3 separate regions of the Mus musculus genome follow, and all the other regions are linked to region 2. Evidence: chromatin contacts called from public HiChIP or PLAC-seq and promoter capture Hi-C data. All regions are on one chromosome and are shown on one strand. Each heading gives the region's core, a stretch centred on a gene start, on an enhancer-like site or on the middle of the called end of the contact. The rest is flanking DNA. Distances are from core to core; before and after follow the strand shown. Region 1 holds the start of Sars2 (seryl-aminoacyl-tRNA synthetase 2). Region 2 holds the start of Zfp59 (zinc finger protein 59). Region 3 holds the start of Pak4 (p21 (RAC1) activated kinase 4).

What was found. Promoter capture Hi-C pulls out the DNA fragments that hold promoters and counts their contacts. HiChIP or PLAC-seq counts read pairs in DNA pulled down with a chosen protein or histone mark.
Region 1: a contact with region 2 is called in an H3K4me3 HiChIP or PLAC-seq map of bone marrow-derived macrophages, with 4 times the contacts expected there. The contact joins the promoter of Sars2 here to the promoter of Zfp59 in region 2. A contact is called at or near these places in 1 of 39 promoter capture datasets (liver) and 2 of 115 datasets of contacts at active chromatin or transcription factors (astrocytes and bone marrow-derived macrophages).
Region 3: a promoter capture Hi-C map of pre-B cells shows a contact between it and region 2, with 2.3 times the contacts expected there. The contact joins the promoter of Pak4 here to the promoter of Zfp59 in region 2.

What each region holds. Positions count from the first base shown.
Region 1 is chr7:28,739,224-28,743,687 of GRCm38.p6, reverse strand. It overlaps Sars2 (seryl-aminoacyl-tRNA synthetase 2), which reads right to left and starts at 1,720. Exons shown (of 16, transcript NM_023637.3): 1 at 1,406-1,720. The coding sequence starts at 1,672. It overlaps Mrps12 (mitochondrial ribosomal protein S12), which reads left to right and starts at 1,867. Exons shown (of 3, transcript NM_011885.5): 1 at 1,867-1,923; 2 at 2,134-2,201; 3 at 3,449-4,047. The coding sequence starts at 2,153. The coding sequence ends at 3,819.
Region 2 is chr7:27,836,695-27,840,937 of GRCm38.p6, reverse strand. It overlaps Zfp59 (zinc finger protein 59), which reads right to left and starts at 2,354. Exons shown (of 5, transcript NM_011762.3): 1 at 2,229-2,354.
Region 3 is chr7:28,595,392-28,599,614 of GRCm38.p6, reverse strand. Pak4 (p21 (RAC1) activated kinase 4) reads left to right here and starts at 1,431. Exons shown (of 10, transcript NM_027470.3): 1 at 1,431-1,580.

The sequences.
Region 1 (4,464 bases), core at 471-2,970, 900 kb before region 2:
TAGTCCTGGGTACCCTGGAACTTGCTAAGGAGACCAAAGATCTGCCTGCCTCTTCCTCCTCCAGAGTACTTCATCACCACACCCAGACAGACCTTTCTTCTATTATTATTATTATTTTTTATTTATTTATTTATTTTTTTACAAGACAGGGTTTCTCTGTATAGCCCTGGCTTCCTGGAACTCACTCTGTAGACCAGGCTGGCCTCGAACTCAGAAATCTGTCTGCCTCTGCCTCCCGAGTGCTGGGATTAAAGGCGTGCACCACCACCGCCCGGCTCCTTTCTTCTATTATTAAGCATGTACGTGACTTTCTTGTGTTTGCGCTTAAATGAGGGGTCAGAAGACAATTCTCTCAAGAATTGGTTTTCTCCTACCACCAGGAAATTGAACTCCGGTTATCAGGTTTGGCAGGAAGTGCCCTATTTGGCTTAGCCACCAGTGCTTACTGGTGAAAAACTAAACATGACAAAAACTTGAAATATGGCTAAAGTGATTGACAATGACTGGTGGTGTGAGAGTCTGTAGTGACCTGAATGAGAAATGTCCCCCATATCCTGACATTTGAACATGGTCAAATGATCAGTGGCTGGTGATGTTTGGGGAGGCTTAGGAGGCGTGGCCTTGCTGGAGGAAATATGTTCCTGGAGGTGGGCTTTGAGAGCTTAAAGCCTCGTCCTGCATCTAGTTTGAGGTCTGTGCTTCATGATTGTGGTTAAAGATGTGTGCTGTCAGCTTACTGCTCTGTGACCTGCTGCTATTCTGCCATTCCCTACCAAGCCCAAAATAAATCCTTCTGTAAGTTGCTTTGTTCATGGTGTTTTATCAAGGCAACAGAGTTGGGAAGATTCATCTATTACATTCGGAATTCACTACCGGCATGGAGACCCCCAATTTTAGTTCCCTATAAGGTAGAATTATGGCGCATAGTCTTAACCTCTGGATCATAAATACATGAACAGATATACCTTAAATATCTGTTTAGCAGGTATTTATCCATTCAACTCCATCAGGATGTTTATAGCAGGATGCAAAGCTCTGTCTCCAAAATTCCCTCTGATTCACACCTCCCTCCTCATTTTTCTTTGTGGCCTAAGGGTGAGCCCGGCACGAAGTTTGAGTACAGAAGACAATGGTATTTAGGTTCTGGGAGTACAGTAGATACCAACTGTCGAATTATGAAATGCATGCAAAAGGGCATGTAGGTCACAGAAGGCATCCACGACGTTCAATAGGGCCTCAGTTCTCCCTAGATCATTGGCACCTAAGTGGGTGTCATGCACAAGACATTGCCTAACTTGGGAAGGAACCCAAATTCCTGTTGAGTAGTTTTTCCCACAACTGGAATGCATCTGGTAAACCCAGTTCTGTAAAGCATCCTGCTCCCTCAGGGCGCAAGCGCACTCACAATCGCAGGCAGGTCGGCCGGCCGCAGCTCCCCCTTGCGGAGCTCCAGGGAGCGCGCGGCTTTTTCTGGGCATGCGCACACCGACTCCATGTCCAAGTAGGGAAGCTCGCTGTAGCCCTCTCGTGCGTGTTCGTACAGGAGGTTCCGGACTCGTTTCTCCGTAGCGAAACTCCTCCTTGGGTTCTGGCTGCACACGCAGCGTCCTCGGGACCGGAGCCCCTGGCGAGCCAGGAAAGGCCACCAAAGCCGCGCCATGGACGCAGCCATCTTGGAGTGGAAACAAGAAGTCACTCATCATGGACGAGCCAATCAGACGCGCAAGGAGATTTCCCGCCCAGGCTTCAGAATCCCTTCCAATGAGGAAAATGGAACTCAGCTAGAATCTGTTATTGTCCAATCGTCATCCTTGTCCCGTCCCTTCAGTGACGCAGGAAAGATCTAGCCAATCACTAAGGAGGAACCCCGGAAGGGGCTGGAGGTAGGGGTTGGCGTGTGTGCGACCCCGCTAGGTTGGTGAGGTGGGTGCAGTTATCTGTGATCCAGATCTCTCCTCTCTCCTCAGTTTCCCCTTCCAGTATCCGGGCAAGGGCGGTTGGGTCCTTGGGGGCCTACTCAGAAGGAGACTGAATTTGCGAGGGGACTTTCTGTTTTAGAGGAGATTCTAGAAGGCTCTGAGAGTGGGTTTCTGGTCCCAACCTCCTTTCTGAATGTCTTCTCTCCTAATACAGGGACGCTGCAGGCGGCGAGATGTCCTGGCCCGGCCTTCTTTATGGCCTCACCACGTCCCTCAGTCGTGGTAAGTGAGCATGGGCCACAGGGACGAGGACAGCTCCCTGGCATTTGCGTGTTTTTGCCAGATTTCGGATGGTATCATCTTTAAGCACGGTGCCTTTTCTATTTTGGAGACAGGGTTTCACTGTAGTCCAGGTCAACTTCCAAATCACTTTGTAGACAGGATGGCCTTGACCTCCTGACTACCGCTTCAATCTCCCAAGTTCTGGAGTTACAGGCGTTTTCTACCACGCTCCCGGCTCAGGGGGCAGGAGGTGGGAAGGTCCTGTGTTCTTAGAGTTTAAGTCAGTCTTAGTCATGGCTCCCCTGCATCGATAGCGGTGAATCCCTGAGATTGCATTGCCTGGTGATATTCTGTCTTAGTTTGTGTAAGTGCACTCTCGATGTCCGTGTAACAATCATACCAACAAATGCTCCTTTCTTGGCATGTCTCCCTGCTTAGGTGTCTCTCAGTAGTGTTTATTCCTTCAGTGTTTATTGATCACCCCCTACAGGTGAGAAGGCCAAGCTAAGAAGTTTAGTGGTGGCGCACACCTTTAATCCCAGCACTCGGGAGGCAGGCAGATTTCTGAGTTCGAGGCCAGGCTGGTCTACAAAGTGAGTTCCAGGACAGCCAGGGCTACACAGAGAAACCCTGTCTCAAAAAACCAAAAAAAAAAAAAAAAAAAGAAGAAGAAGAAGTTTAGTTATTCATTCACGTGCTATTTTTCTAATTCTAAGACGGGCCACCCATTGGAGGACAACTTTTATGTTCCTAGACATTGCCCAGACATCAGGTTTGTACACAGTGTTCTGAGGGAGGCAGGCATTGGGTATTCCATTCACATGGTATTTCGAGACAGGGTTTCTCTGTGTAGCCCTGGCTGTCCTGGAACTCACTCTGTAGACCAGGCTGGCCTCGAACTTAGAAATCCGCCTGCCTCTGCCTCCGGAGTGCTGGGATTAAAGAGCAGTCAGTGCTCTTACCCTCTGAGCCATCTCGCCAGCCCGCAACCAGTGCTCTTAACCACTGAGGTATCTTTCCAGCCCCTGTATGAATGTGTGTATGTAAGTGCAACCCATGGGTGTGTCAGATCCTCTGGAACTAGAGGTGTGTGAGCCACCACTGTGGGTGCTGCGAATCAAATGGTCGTCCTTTGCAGGAGCAACAAGTGCTTCTAACCACGAGCCATCTGTCCCCACTGAATAGTCTTAGACTTGGATTCCTATCTAGAATACGGAAACCTAGTAGGCCCTCTTGTGTCTCTCCAGGCCTAGCCCTCGCTCCCCAGCTCTGGGCCGCCCGTTCCATGGCCACCCTGAACCAGATGCACCGCTTAGGCCCCCGGAAGGAACCCCCTAAGCGTCTGGGCCCCACAGAGGGCCGGCCCCAGCTGAAGGGTGTGGTGTTGCGCACATTCATCCGAAAGCCGAAGAAGCCCAACTCCGCCAACCGCAAGTGCTGCCGAGTCCGCCTCAGCACAGGCAAAGAGGCTGTCTGCTTCATCCCCGGGGAGGGCCACACCCTGCAGGAGCATCACGTGGTCCTCGTGGAGGGTGGTCGCACCCAGGACCTGCCTGGGGTCAAACTCAAAGTTGTGAGGGGCAAGTATGACTGCGGCCACGTGCAAAAGAAGAAATGACAGTAATTCACAGTGGTCTGGCACTCGATCCTTGGAAACGGGTTCTTCCTACTCCCGGGTCTTGGGCTCAAATCTTACTGTGATTCAGCAAGACTGTTGTTAACCTGCAAGAGTACTGAAGGTGAATTGGAAGGCAGTACCCCTGTGCGTCCATGTTCAGTGTTTGCAGGTTGACCTCATGTGCTGGGATGGGGTTTGTAATAAATATATCTTCAGGTTGTGATGTTACTCAGTGTGCGGTGTCTGTCCCCGGGTGTGGTGGCAAATGCCAAGCTGTGCACCTCAGTTCCCTCTTCCTAAACAGGTCACTGACAGAGGAAGTGTTCTAGGTGCTGAACGTTATTAACCGTGTGCTCCACATGGTTAGTGCACATATGTGTGTGGAGGTGATGTGGGTTCTTTTGTTTGGGGGATGGGTGTGTGCATGTGAGTGCAGATGCCCTTGGAGGCCACCGTTCTGGGTCCCCCCAGGGTTCGGTTGTGAACTGCCTGTTGTGGGTGCTGGAAACCAAACGGGTTTTCTCTGAGAGCAGTTTGTGTTTCTAACCTCTGAGCCATCTGCCAGCCCCTTTAGCATCTGTTTTATTGGGCAGATTGGAAGGATTTAGAGTAGGCATTAGAGGCGGCTCCCCCACAGCCTGTCTG
Region 2 (4,243 bases), core at 1,105-3,604:
TGGGAGAGCTGGGAAGAAGCCGATCAAGGACTACAAAATGTCAGCCACAGCAGACGCTCAAGAGATACATTGTGAAACACGATGACTACCTAGGAACAGCCTCAGGCTGGAGAGGGGTTCTGAGGAAGGAAGGGGTGTCTGGGAGCAGCAAAATCAAAGAACTCCAAGTCAAACAGCAGGATGAGTCAAAGCCAGCAGCCTGAGCTCTGCCCGAGACAACTCAACAGCATGCTTCCTCTCTGGTCTGTTTCCTGGAGCTTTCCAGATAGCACCTACTCTCTCACTCTCTCTCTCTCTTCTGCTTGAGACAGCTCTCCAAGAAGTTCTCTCTTGCTGTTCTAGAAAATTTCTCTGGATAACTCATCTCTTGCAGATCAAAACCTTGTCTTTTATTTTACACATCAATCCAGTCATTTACTCCAGGTTCCCTTTGGACTAGCCAATGAATCAGCATCAAGTGGAACCCACCCCCCCAACCCTGCCCCTTAATTCTTAGGAGACTGCAAACACAAACAACCTTCTTTTTAGAGTTGCAAAAGAATTCAGAGATCTGCCTGCCGCAGTTACACAAAAGATAAACTAACAGGGTGGGACCCTGTACGGAAATTACCATTTATACCACTCGTGGGCCTAAATTAAAGAGTCCCCGGCTGACCTTGAGCTCAGGAATCCATCTGCCCTTTAATGCACAAACAAAAACCATAGCGGGGTGGGATCTCCTACAATTGCCACTCCCTAATCCCCGTTACCTCCTCCCTTAGTGGTTTCCTGACAAGTTGGCTCCTACTGTAGCTGCCTTGGCTCTTCCTGAAGCCCCCTCATATAATTCATACCGCATCCTCATTATTTGAGAAATTATTTGTTTTTGAATCCATGTTTTTAGAGTTCTTTCCCACAGCCTTAAGTGCTGTTCTGAAGGTCCCATTTTGTGGAGACATTAGCCACACCTTGACTCATGCTGTCTTTGATTATCACGGAGACATTATCATTAAGAGGGGGGGACTTTCCTTAAAAGAGGGAATGTACATGATTATACAAACCAGCCTTAGGTCCGGAGCAGCCATCCACGCTTGTGGCCCACATCCCCTGGCCCTGTCCCAGCGGCAATAACCAGGTAAGGAACCCAAAATGACCTCACAGAGCAACAACTAAAGCACACCAGGCCCTTAGGATATGGCGGCACTGCGCTAACAGACTTCACCACAGGCATCCTAAGGTTCCTGACAGGCCTGGAGAGCCTGAGGGGACAGAACCAAGACTCCAACGGGATACCACAGATCCACATCCCTATATTTAAACATGGCATTGCTCATCTGCATCTGGCCAACATTACCCATTTTACACACACACACACACACACACACACACACACACACACAAAATACCTAGTCCTCAAGGATGCCAAATTCAGTGCTATTACTTTCCCACTCCCCAAATCCTCCCTGGTGACCAGACCATCTATCGCCTACATTCTTCCCTTGCTTCGAATGAAGGCCTGTAAAGATCAAAGGCCATCTGAGGTGTGACACCATCAAGATACAAATTGATTTAGTTGAGAGCCCTAACGCTACCCTCTAGAAATTCCTAGTTACAACATCTCAGGAAAAGGTAGAGATTGTGGGAGAAGACGCCACGGATCATTGAAACTAAGTGGAAAGGGCAGGGACAATGTAAGGGACACAATGGTGGAGGTATCAATTCGCCTGTTCCTCCTTCCCTCACTTCCATTCCATATTCTAAAACTAAAACCTCATTTTTCAAACAGAAACAGAAAACTCATTCTTGAATCCACATCCCTCTCCAGCCCTCCTTTGGAATGGCCACCTAGGGAAGCCTGAGTAAGCATGAGATCGCAGACCATATCTGAGAGCATGCTCAATGGCTGCAGCTCTGAGAAAGTCAGGGGACTCAACAAGTACCCTCCCTCCAAGACGACACCCCCGTCCTTAAATTATAGCCCTAAGCTCAAGTCTGAGCCTCGGGGAAAGCTTCCCTTCAGACCCCGCACCTGACCTCCCCTTACTGAAGCTTGGTCCTCTGCTTTAGTCCCTGTGTCCCTGAGAGAAAGCAGGAGCAGACAGCGACAAGCACAGAGACACAGATTATGCAGAGAGCTCAAGGTGTGTATACAGTTAGACTCAAAGACACACACACACACACACACACACACCATACAGCCACCCCACCGCCTGTACACACCCCTCCCAGCCCGCTGGCTCCGGTCTTACTCTGGGGAGACATAAACCAAAAGCCTATGCGCTACTTCCGGCGCGGTGGTCCCGGAAAACACAGTTGTCACAAGCAAAGCCCTGGAGAAGCCTGGAGCGTCCCGGAGATCCCGGCGTGCAACTCGGGCCAGCCCATCAGAAAACCGAGTCCAGTGGCTTGTGGGAGTGCCCACGTGGGTGCGCGCTTAAAGGGGAGGCGCCCTCCTTTGAGCAAAAGGTACTTCCGGTTCTCCGCGTAACTGATTTTCTTTCTCCTGTAGAGAAGACGGAGGAGTCTGAATTCCCTGCTTTAGATAGAAAATGTGACTGAGGACCGTATCGCTATGTACCAACAGAACTGTGTCCGTTAGGCAGGCTAGACGAGCCTCTTAATAAAACTAATCGCATTAAAAGTACTGTAAATCGTCTAAACGCCAAAATTTGCCACATTTAGATTTGAAAAGTCAGACCCAGCTATGTGTTAACTACAGAAAATATATTAAAGATAAATACTCTAGCAGATTCAAAGTAACCATCTTCGCATGATCAAAAGAAAACTCAGGTCGATTATAAAATGGAGGTAGATTAATAAAGAGGCCAAGTCATCAAGTGACAGTAAACATGGGCGTGGTAGCAATGGCTTTTATCCCAGCGATGGGGAGGCACAGCCAGCTGCATGTCTGTGAGAAGAGACCACCGAGGACTACCCAGTGAAACCCTGTCTAAGAACTAAAATACACTCAGATTATGGTGGCACATGCCTTTAGTCACCGCCCTAAGGAGGCAGAGGAGGTGTCTGAAAAAAATTAATTAAAAATAAACTCAGAATACACTCCTACTGTCTTGAAAGGACTAAATAAACTAAAATTCAGAGGATACCCCAAATGTCTCAAACAAATAAGTACATAAATACATAAACAAAATTAACTCAGAGTATACTCAAATAGCACACCTTTAAACATGAAGAGGGGGGAAGTCCCGCTAGAACAATAGGGAATGATAGCAAAATCAATCAACACATTCAAATGTTGTCAATTTAAAAAACTGATAGAACAACACCCTCCAAGAGCAACAGAGCATAGCTGATTTGGACAGCATCTCAACTCTGAGTGAAGTCAATAAAAATGGAGACACTTAAGCTCTAATGACACGAGGGGATCTGGAAAGGGAACTGTTCCTGTACGCTCACCTGTGGGAGAAACGCTCATTACCTGAAGATGTTGCTGTGGAAAGCTTTCTCTTTTATCCTTTTTTCTTGGCGGGGCATCTATTACTTCATATATTTTGTATTGCACTTTTAAATATTAAAGACTCCATCTATTTTGAGTTATCCCACGAGCAGATTACTGAGGTAGGCAAGGAGTCTCCAGACAGACCCAAGTGACTGCTTCTGCAAAGCTTGGGTTTTGTTTCACCGGCTTTTGGATCATTTATAAAGATGCTTAGCCTTCTGTCATCCAATGTGTTCCGTCCTCCTTTCTCTCCACAGTGTGATTCTGGTCGGTCTGCTCCATCTTTCCTGTGTCACAGTTCTTTTCTTAGTGCTACCCCTTATCCTTCATGGAAGTAAAATCAGTTAATTGCCCTCTGTTTTCTCCACAGGAGCCATGGGGCGCTGAATACGTAACTAGAGATTAATGTCCACCATAAGTGTTTCCTTAGCTACAGTCACTTGAATTCTTCCTGGGGTGCTGCAGGCCACATCCCCAGTCTCAGCTCTCAGCTCTTTCTGCCTCTGTCTCCTGCTCTGTGTGTGCATAGCTTCTCCCTCCTCCTCCTCACACAAAGATGCATCTGTGTTTCTTTTCAAGTTTTCTCCTCTCCTGCTTCTGAAGGTGACTGTAGGCATGTGTTGAGAAATCCCTGCATTCCCTTCCCCCTTCCTGATGGACCCTCACTTCACACCCATCCTCTTCTCTTCCACATCTATCCTGTGAGTGAGCCGCCCCTCTCCACAATGAGCACTGATTTCCATACTCTATCATGTTCTTATGTGGGGTTTTGGTTGTTGCTGCTTAGGTTTTGCTTTTGGTTGA
Region 3 (4,223 bases), core at 182-2,681, 760 kb before region 2:
ACATGTTAACAGAATGCCTGCGGTGTGCCTGGCAGTGTGCAGGTGAAGCACACAGGCAAGCATCATTTAAGTGAATCTTTGGAGGGTGGAATTACCTTTTAGTCAGCCACCCCTTTTATAAATATGTACTGAGCATTTACATACCAATAATATCAAGGCTCTGGCTACGAGCAAAAAGCATAGTTCAAGGTCAGCCTGGGCTACGTCCTGAGACCCTGTCTCACGAAACCAAAACCAGCCAGCCAAACACAAAACCACAGGCGGCAAAGGAAAGGAAGCTTTGCCAGAAGCTGGCAAAGGATTTAATAGCACAAGGTAGGACATTTTGCCCCTTAGAGAACATAATGTTTGAGGAAAAACCCAAAGGAACCCTGGGAGTCAGGAGGATGCTTAAAGAAGAGAATCTTCCAGACAGAAGAAAAAGCCCGTGAAAAGAACCAGAGAAAGCCTGTTTGGGAAAACCTGTAGCCTCAGTCTCCCAAGGGGCTCAGCTGGGGAAAGCATTTGCCTAGAATTCTCTAGGGCCGGGGACTTCCCTAGTACTACTGCTTGCCTGTCCTGTATAAAAGCCCTAAGTTCAGTGTCTGATACCCAAATAAACAAATAAAACCCTCAAAATCCTTGATGAGAAAGCATTTTTAAATTTTTCAGTAAGACCTAATGAACCCATAGGTGGAAGGGTGTATTAGTTTATGGGCTTTGTTTCCGCTGTGTTTTCCATTTTGATTAATTTAAAAACACTTAATTACACTTATCCCTCTATTTTATGTCTATGGCTCTCTTGTGGAGGCTACAGATCAACTCCTGGGAATCAGTTCTACCGTGTGGGTCCAGGAGATCAAACTTCAGGCTCGGCAACAAGCGCCTTCTATCCACTGATGCATCTCACACACTCGTGATTGACTGACTTAAAAAAAAAAAAACTTATTTAAAAGATTAAGATCAAATAGTGTCAGATTTCCAGATTCGGACAGAGCTTCATTCAAAACTTGCTTTCAGTAGTCATAAACCAACTAGCATCCTATTAGCTTGTTTACCTGTAAAATGGGTGTTACAACAACAGGGTTGTGTTAACAGTTTACAGCAGAACTAGTCGCGTGCTAACAAAGGCATAATAAGTGCTTAAGAACTGTTTCTGGCCTTTATGTTCTCGTATTCCACTTTACTTTTTTGGGAGCCCGTGGGACTCTGCCACGCGAAAGTCGTTATTTCCCCTTTAAGAGGCGGAGTGGGCGGGGAGTCAACGATCCCGCACCTTTTCAAAACTTCCCAATCTCTGCTCTTCATTCTCCACCTAGCGGTCTCCGATTGGGCCACTCGCACCAATCAGTGGTTTTAGGGAACCCTGCCCGGCTCGCTGCCCCGCCTCCGAGTAGGCCCCGCCCATCACCCGGTCAGCTCCGTTGCCATGGGGACTAGTGGGCGGCGAGGAGTAGGGGAGGCCCCGGATGTTCATTGGGGATTCAACATGGCGGCGGCAGTAGCCGCGGCGGCGGCGGCGCGAGACCGCTGAGGGCGGTACGCGGGCACAGAGTTCTGGGCCAGGCAGCTAGGCCGCGAGCGACCGCGGCGCCAAGCCGGTAGGTTAGGGGGTTACCGTGCAAGGGGTTTGTGGCTGGGGGCGGGTGGGTCTGGGCACGCGCCGTGGGAGAGCGGTTATTCGGAAGGGGGCGGGGCCGGTCGGGTCAAAGTTCACTCTTGGAGGGGAGGGTCGCGTGGAAAAGGGTCGCGGGCCCAAAAATGAGGGAAAGGGGAGGGGACTGTCGCGACCAGTGGTTAGACCGGTGGAGGGGGCGTGGCCGGGTTTGAAATTTGTGCAAAGTTTGGAATACTAAGTGGGGGCGCATAGGAGGGGCTCGGAACGGGTCTCATAAAAGGGGGCGCTCAGAGTAACTTAAGAAGAGGGTGTGTCTGTCAGGGCTGGAGGTCACAACCTAGAGAAGTGGGCGGCTGCCCGGTCAAAGATTTAAAAGCCTCAACCGGAGGAGGAGGAGGAGGTGCTTGAGTTTTAGGTTTTGGGGGGGTGTCTGAGACAGCCCTTAGGTAGAAGGTACGAAGATAAAAATCTGACGGGTGAAGATGTTCTGGGAGGGCCAGAAACTAAAAACTCAAGTGGGGCACGTGCGGTGAGGAGGGGGACCAGGGACATCTAACAGAGCCTTCGAAAGTGTGTCCTGGTGTGTGTGGTGGGAGGAGAAGGGGAGCCCCTTCCCACTGATAATGAAGGCCACACACTGATAAAACACTGATGATAGGCTGGGCTTCCCTCTCCGCGTTAAAGCTCTGTGTATGTACTCATTTAGCGCGCAGTACAGCATCACTGGAGCCAAAGCTGTTATTAAGAAGCTAAGTGATTTGCCCCAGGTCAGCTAATGAAGTAAGGTGAGCAGCTGGGATTCCAGCTCCGGAGCTCTGTCCCAGAGTGCTTCTGTCTCCTGCTGCCTTTCACAAAATCTTGGTGCTGGTAAATGTTTAACGAGAGAGCGCGAGCGAGAGAGCGCGAGCGAGAGAGCGCGAGCGAGCGAGCGCACCGTGTATGCCTGGTCTTGTTTCATCCCTTATCTTGTGAGATGGGTGAGTTGGGTGTTAGAGAACACCCCTGTTTTCCAGGTAGAAAAAGTAATGCCAAGAAAGCTTTGTTAAGAGAAAGGAGCTTTGGTCTGCTACCTGCCACAGGGTCCACTTCCCAGGAGGTCTGTTCCTGGAAGCCACTCCCTGGGTGGGAACAGAGTGTCTGTTTAGCCTCCTTGGAAGGGTGTGACCTGGGAGGGGAGGTTCCACTGGGCCTATGGGAGTGGCATGCTGGTGGGTGGCCCAGAGTCCAGTGAGCCTCTGATTGGGTGGGTGTGACCTTAGGCGCTCTCTATTCCTGACACCACAAGCTCTCCCTGTGGCCTTCAGTGGTTCCCAAACGCTTTACAGTTTGAGCCTTGGTCCTCCTTCCAGGGTTTTGACCTCCTGTCAGCCATCTTTCCACTTCTCTCACTCATGCTTAGCCAACCGTGGGCAGCTCTTGGCTTTGCTTTCTTTGGCCTCCATGGGAGAGCCCATTCTGCCTTCTCCCGGTTCTTGGGGCCATATGCACTCCTGCTGGATTCTGGGCGCTTCTGGAGCATCAGCTGGCCGCAGAGTGTCTGTGTGTGTGTGTGTGTGGGGGGGTGTCCTCAGATACTGTAGCAAGGGGACAAGAGGCACTCAGCCCTACCCTCAATGCCTGCTTGGTCACTCCCATAGGAGCGTACTAAGACCAGCCCTCAGCCAAGGACACTGAGCCTAAATGGAGCAGGGACAGGGAGAGTGCCTGTATATGCTGGGTCTGTCCTGAGGTTCCTGTCCTTGGAAAGTCCCTCAAGGAAGCTCTGAAAGATGAGTAGGAGGGACAGGAAGGGACACAAGGTCAGAAAGGGCAAAGGTCCTGGCCTGCTAGTGGCTCAACCTGGGAAGGACCACGTATAGTAAGTGCCTCCGTCTCCTCCTGTGTAAAGTGGACCTAAGAACAGTGCTGGCTGTGGAGGGTAAGATAGGCACCGGGCAGCCTGGCATGCTGTGGAAGTACTAGTCTCATCGCTGCCTCCCAACTTTCTCCACAGCCAACCCACCCCCACCCCCACCCCCTGTCTGCACCCGACTGTGTCAGAGAGCTGGCATACTACCAGCACCAGATCTGTGAGGTCACCCAAATTCCCAGCCTTGTGGTGCCAGCTTGGCACAGATAAGGAGAGATGGGGGTTGTGCCGTTGGAGACCCAGTTTCAGGCCCCTGCCTTGTCTTTGGGTCCTGAGCAAGTGTTTTTATATTGACTAATTTTGTTCTTTATGTGCTATGGTGGGCTATCGAGAAAAGCAAGCTTTCAGTGTTAGGGAATGCCCAGCCCTCCTTGTCAGGCCACAGGAGTCCAGCCAGGGATGCCATCCACCCAGCACATTACCCCGCTCCATCCCAGCTTCCCTGAGGAACTGGATCAGCAAAGCCGCCGGCCGTCACTACCTAGAGGACAGCAGCCTAACAGATGCCGGCTCTGCATCAGCACCACCTGACCCACCCATTCCACAGATCCAGATCTGACCTCTGTCCTTTGAATGCCCCTGTTTGTCTCATGTCTGCTGCTGTTTCACTGTGCACAGATACAGTGTCATCTGAACATGTCACAGTGTTCTGCAGCCTTGGATGGTCCCCTGATTTCCATGCTGTTCAGTATTTCTTTCTCATGATCCATCACATAG